Linked DNA regions of Mus musculus: region 2 is linked to region 1. The links are chromatin contacts, called in public Hi-C maps. All regions are on one chromosome and are shown on one strand. The core of a region is the stretch at or near the end of the contact, and the rest is flanking DNA. Distances in the headings are between cores, read along the strand shown. Region 1 overlaps Ntn4 (netrin 4). Region 2 has its middle 58 kb from the start of Gm26239.

Region 1 (3,016 bases), core at 180-2,679:
GTCTCTCCTAGTTAACCTGTATATATTTGGTTACATCTATGTATCTGTGTATTTAAGGACTTCATAGTCTAATGGAGAGTTTTAACTCCTGTCTCTCTCTCTTTTTAAAATTTAATTTCTTTTTCTTTTTTACTTATTCACTTAACATCCCCCTCACTGTCCCCCATTCCAATCACCTCCTCCTACAATCCTTCCCCCATCCCTCTTCCCCTTCTCCTCTGAGCTGGCGAGTGCCCCCTTGGGTATTCCCCCCAACCTGGCACTTCAAGTCTCTGCAAGGCTAGGTGCTTCCTCTCCCACTGAAGCCAGATAAGGCAACCCAGCTAGAAGAACATATCTCACATACAGTTAAGAGCTCTTGGGATAGCCCCTGTTCCAGTTGTTTGGACCCACAGGAAGATAAGCTGCTCATCTGGTACATATGTGTGGGGAGACCTAGGTCCATCCTGTGTATGTCCTTTGGTTGGTGGTTCAGAGTCTGAGAGGCCCAAGGGTCCAGGTTACTTGAAGCTCTTGGTCTTTCTGTGGAGCTCCTACCCCCCTTTTAGGACCTACACTCCTTCCTTCTATTCTTCCATAAGAGTCCCCAAGTCCACTGTTTGGCTGTAGGTCTCTACATCTGTCTGTAACTCATATCTCTTAAGAATAGATAATAATTGGAAGGTGGGGAAGGGAATCCTGCGGGAAAATACCTATAGAAAGTCACCTCTCTGACTAGCTGGAGACTCTGGAGTGCTGGTTGGCAGGAAGGGAGAGGGGAAGATGAAGTTGACCTTAGAGGCTCAGGGTCTAATTTTTCAGGACTTGATCCTGGAGATTCAACAGCAGCCCTGGGTTAGGGTAACATAGTCAGAGCTATTAAGAAAGAAAACTCAGGCATCAGCCTGAAAACAAAAACAAAAACAAAGACAACAACAACAACAAAACCCTTGAGCAAAATTTAAAAGATTAACTTCAGTAGTGACACATATAAATTCCTCTGTTCACAACTCAGCCCTACCACCATCAGCGCAGAGGTGTGGCTGACTTATCAGCCATTCATGTGAAAAGAAAAAGAAAAGAAAAAAAAAAAAACCCTGAGGGTTTTAGTTGACTGTGATTTCAGTGTGAATCATCAACATATTGTGACTGCCAAAAAACCTGAATGCAATCTTAGGCCACATTTGCAGAAGAGCTGCGTTCCAAGAGACGGAGAGGATAGTCCTCTGCCTCCCTCGTCAGAGAGCGGCTAGAATATTATGCTCAGGTCAAGATTTTCCTATTTAGAGAAAGTTGGGCAGAAGAAATGAGAGCAATTAGAGAACCCTTGTTATATAATAAACAATTAACTTGGGATATTTCGCCTTGGAGAGGATTTATGGATGTTCAGGGATTGCTAACATTCTTGGGATATTTGAAGAGGGATTAAATGGACTCTGATGCTTTCAGAAGGCAGGGGTATGACCAAAGAGAGACTTTCTAAAAACCTAAATATATCCAGAGTCTGAACAAACTCTTCAGTCTCTTGTGCCAGGGAATGTTTCAAAAAAAAAAAAAAAAAAAAAAGTCTGAGGATCCGCAGTGGGAAGCTTATGTGCAGAGCTGGTAGTCTCGGGACCTCTGGCACTGTCCCCTCCTCTGGCACTGTCCCCTCCAACTCTGAACACACTCATTTCGATTTAGGGAATTCTTTACATCCACCTTGTTGAAGATCAGAGGGCTGTGGCTGGCACTGTGGAACAGTGCAGAGCCTGGTAAGCCCCGTGACAGCTGAGCAGCTGCCCTCTGCTTTGGTGTACACGATCATGGGAGATCTCGTGTTTTTCTGCCATGGAAGGAATAGCCCTGCTTCTTAACCATTAACCACAAGGAAGTCATTTCACAACCAGGGGAAGGGAAAGAAGACAATGAGAATGAGTCCCTGCTATCTGGGTCTTTGCTTTGTACCAATGAAAGACATTTCATCTACATGTTATAATAGGGCCAGCTGCATATGGCCATTTGAGAGTGGATTGGAGCACCCCACCCCCAAATCTGGGCTATGCTAATGTACTGTAAATTCTAACCTTTACATCAGCTGGCCAATTCTATTGCTGTCCCTCCAGATAAAACTCTGTCATCTCTCACTCCAGTGGAGCCTAAGTAGCTGTCATGTCCTTATTCAGGGGACTTTCAGGTCTTCATTTATAAACTGGGTCAGTGTAAGAAAGACTCAGATAAGGCACATGTAAATGTGTTTATAAATGGCAGAGGACTGTATAAATACCATTAACACATCTCTATCACATTACTAATGAAGAAGACATTTTCAGCCACTTCATTTAGTGACCAGATATTTGGTTCTAGGAACACAGTAAGGAACAGAATAAAGTCCACTTCTACCAACCAAACAATAGATGTAAATAGACTTTTCTTTTTAAAACTTATTTTTATTTCATGAGAATAAGTGTTTGCCTGAATATTATGTCTTTACACCACAGTTGTGAGTATCATGTGGGTTTTGGTAATTGAACCCAGGACCTCTTGAAGAGCAGCCAGTACTCCTAACTACTGAGTCATCTCTCTAGCTCCCTAGATGGGCTCCTTTAGAACAACAATCAGGTGTAAATTAGGGACTTCTTGTAGTAACTTTGAGTATTTGTCAATGTTTCCTAGATCATCGAGGACTTAGCATTTTTACTTAGTGCTTTTAGAGAGACATTTAGTTGAAAACAAAAATCAGTCTTGGTTATATAATAACAGATAAATGAATTATATGCTTTAAAAAAACATAGACTAGTCATCTCATTGGACAGTAACAAAGTAGCAATGTTAGATTTAGAAATGAACACATCAGGGTGAGAGGAGGATTTCATGTCTCTTCAGTCCATATTTAGTTCTGCCTATCTACTGGGACTTTACAAATTATTTAAAAATTGTATCATGAATGTCAAGTGCAAGATAAAGAGCTAAGTTTTAAGAGCTATTTTTAGGTGGCAATGTCACAGCCAGATGAAAGCCAAATGCCTTAGCAAGACTGAAAGAAATGTACCCACCT
Region 2 (3,014 bases), core at 437-2,936, 88 kb after region 1:
GTCTCTGTGTGTGTGCATGTGTTCCCTTTATATGATCGGGACTACATTATACGTATTCCTGCAAAATCGGCTTTCACCTGTAGCGTGTCTCTTGGCTTCTTACATCTTCCCATCTATCCCAGAAGAACAACTTCTTCCTAGTTTTACAATTCTCAGGCAACTTATACAACATATTGTGTACTATATCATACCCATACAATATAGTTTGAGAGCGTTGGATAAAGGATTTTCCATTTCACTTAAAATACTGCCTTTTAAAAAGAACAGCGGATACGGTGCCCATTTAAAAAAAAATAGAACATGAAACTTGAAACATCAAGTAGGTAAAAAAAGAACTTCAGAACAAGCATAGCATCATCCCCCAATCTAAGGGCACGGTTATCGATTGTATACTGCCTTAAGACTTCTGGAAGGCATCCTAGCAATGTGTGTCCTTCTAGGCGACAAAGGTTTCTCCTTTATATACACCCCACTACTTGACTTGCTTCCACTGAGCGTGGGCTGGGTTTGCCTTCACCCTTCCCAACATTTAAAATTCAGCTGGTGGTTTGTTCTTTTTTTTTTTTTTTTTTAATACAATGGAGTAAAATCATGCCTAACAGTTTAATCTTATCTAATTTGCCTAATTGTTTGGGCTTTAATATGTTTTTCATTTCTGTTGACACTTTGGACCCCAAGTGTCCCCAGGCCTAAGACCCACATGCTAAAGGCTTGGTCATCGACCCCGGTGGAACTTTAGGAGGTGAGGCAGGAAGAGAGGTGCCCTTGGGGATTGTGGGGGACGCTTGGGAACAGCTCCTTCTTTCCTGGACCTCTCTGCTTTCTGGCCACCATGACTTGAGGTGTTTTGTTCTTCTGCACCCCTGCCATGATGTTGTACTTCAGCACAGATCCAAGTGACCATAGATTGGAACTTCTGTTACTCTAAACCCTTCCTCCTTTAAGGTATTTCTCTCAGGTATTTGCCACGACAGCAAGCTGACTGGTACAGATCCTCTGTGACTAGAATTTCCCTTCTTACAGTTGCTCTTTAAGGCACATTTCTTGCAACATTAGAAAGAAATCTTTAGGAGCTGGAGAGATGGCTCAGCGGTTAAGAGCACTGACTGTTCTTTCAGGGGACCTGGGTTCAAATCCCAGCACCCACATAGCAGCTAATAACTGTCTGTAATTCCAATACCGGACACCCTCACACAGATATACATGCAGACAAAACACTGAGGCACATAAAATAAAAGCAAGTAAATTACTTTTAAGAAGAAATCTTTGATATAAGGATTTCTTAGTATCTTGATCCTGAAATCATTTGCAGTCTCTCCTCTGCTGCATCCAACATCCTCCGAGCATCCTTTGGTCCAAAGTGGGGAGTGGTGATGTCAGATGAGGACAGTTTTGGAGAAGAAATGGGGGAAAGAACTCTTGTTTTCCTCCCCACTCCATCCCATCCCCCCAACTACTGCCCTGATTCTGTATGTTTGCTCTCTTCTGAGCATTTTACAAAATAACTACCACCTCGATACCGAGTCAACAGACCCAATAAAACTTCCATCTATGGCCACATATGAAGCCAAGCACATCCTTCAGGAGCTGCTGGGAAAGTTTACGCCCCTAGAGCTTTCTTGCCTGTACCTCTGGGCTTAATTAGTCAGCCAGCCCTTAAGCAATCTCCACATACCTATCCTCGTGATGTGCCTGAGGTCAACACAGTCTGCGCCCTCTTCTGACATCATTTTCCCTGCAGAGGAATGTTGCTAATATTTAGTATTTGATGCAATGGAAAGTCTCGATAATAGGATAATCTTTTAATAGTGTCCGTGAAATGAGGTCAAATCTGTGGGGATGTGGCCGTGAGTCAAGAGGCGCCGTCCATCTGGCTGTCTTAAGCAAACAGCAAGTCCTAGTATGGGTAAACAGTTCTTTGGGACACTTTACGTTCTTGCAAAACAAATCCTTTTCAAGGAAAAAAAAAATGGTCAGAGATGGCACTCTGAAGGGTGGGAAAAAGAGACCTTGAAAATGTCTTGTGGTGGCCACCCCTCGGCCACACCCCTGGAATGCCTGAGAATAAGGGTGAGCACCCGTTGGCCTCTGGTCAGAGGTCCCAAGACCACACGGATTTTGTAGTCATTGTTTAGATGATAAAGCCGTCTTCTAATGTAACCTTATCAGAGAGCCAGTGTTACAACTTATTTCCCACAGTTTGGAAGGAAAATATTTATGAGCAGCTTCAATTTTGCAAGGGAGATCGGTATGATAAGAATGGAACCGAGGGGAAGGAGTGTGCCTCGCATGACTGATAGCTTGTTTTTAATCGTTTTCTTGGGGAAGGATGTGTCTGGATGTACTTTCTCAAGCATGATGCCCCGAACCAAGCACTGCAGCCAAGACACGTAAATGTTTCTGTACTATTCAAACGTGAATGACTGTGCCTGACACCTATAATCTTTTAAATGATAAATGCTCAGGTTTCTAGTGTTCACACACGCTGAATAACTAAAAATGCAGAGAGAGAAAAACAGAAATACGTGCTGGATCAAACACTTATTTTTGAAATGTGAGATTGCTCATTGCCATCAGAGCAAGGGATACCGAGACACAGCAGAACAGTTGCTTAGAACACCTTAGTGGCCCTGGATTTGATAAGTTATGGTTTTATTTTATTTTATTTTATTTTATTTATTGTCAGAACAGGAGGAAATAGCAGCCAGATAAAAAAATCTTGCTTTCCAAGAGAAAAAAAAAAAACAACTTCCACTAGCAAAATTTTCACAGGCTCAGCACAGCAATCTGCTGAGAACTCCTGGGTGCCACCAGGAGTAGAGAATAAAGCCTGGTCACTCCAGTTCAGTGTGGGGGTGCAGTGTGGGGGTGCACCTCTTTAATCCCAGCACCTGGCAGGCAGAAGCAGGAGGATCTCTGTGAGTTCGAGGCCAGCCAGGGCTACATAGAGAGATTCTATATCAAAGTGGGAGGGGCAATAAAAACTAAAAATAACAATTAAGAATTTACAAGTA

Evidence for each region. Hi-C and Micro-C count contacts between places; a contact is called where the count stands out from the background.
Region 2: a contact with region 1 is called in a Hi-C map of muscle stem cells, with 2.0 times the contacts expected there. The contact joins two enhancer-like sites. A contact is called at or near these places in 10 of 484 Hi-C or Micro-C datasets (3T3-L1-derived adipocytes, the C2C12 cell line, LSK cells and 6 more) and 2 of 115 datasets of contacts at active chromatin or transcription factors (extraembryonic endoderm stem cells and heart atrium).

What each region holds. Positions count from the first base shown.
Region 1 is chr10:93,660,437-93,663,452 of GRCm38.p6, forward strand. All of the region lies in intron 2 of Ntn4 (netrin 4), which reads left to right. Among named protein-coding and RNA genes, the nearest start is that of Ntn4, 21 kb to the left of the region's middle. Within about 2 kb of position 1,430, at least 62 of the 459 cell types and tissues checked have an H3K27ac peak or open chromatin away from gene starts, as enhancers often do. A contact at or near this core is called in muscle stem cells, where this site is marked.
Region 2 is chr10:93,747,700-93,750,713 of GRCm38.p6, forward strand. No RefSeq gene overlaps it. Among named protein-coding and RNA genes, the nearest start is that of Gm26239, 58 kb to the right of the region's middle. Within about 2 kb of position 1,687, at least 35 of the 459 cell types and tissues checked have an H3K27ac peak or open chromatin away from gene starts, as enhancers often do. A contact at or near this core is called in muscle stem cells, where this site is marked.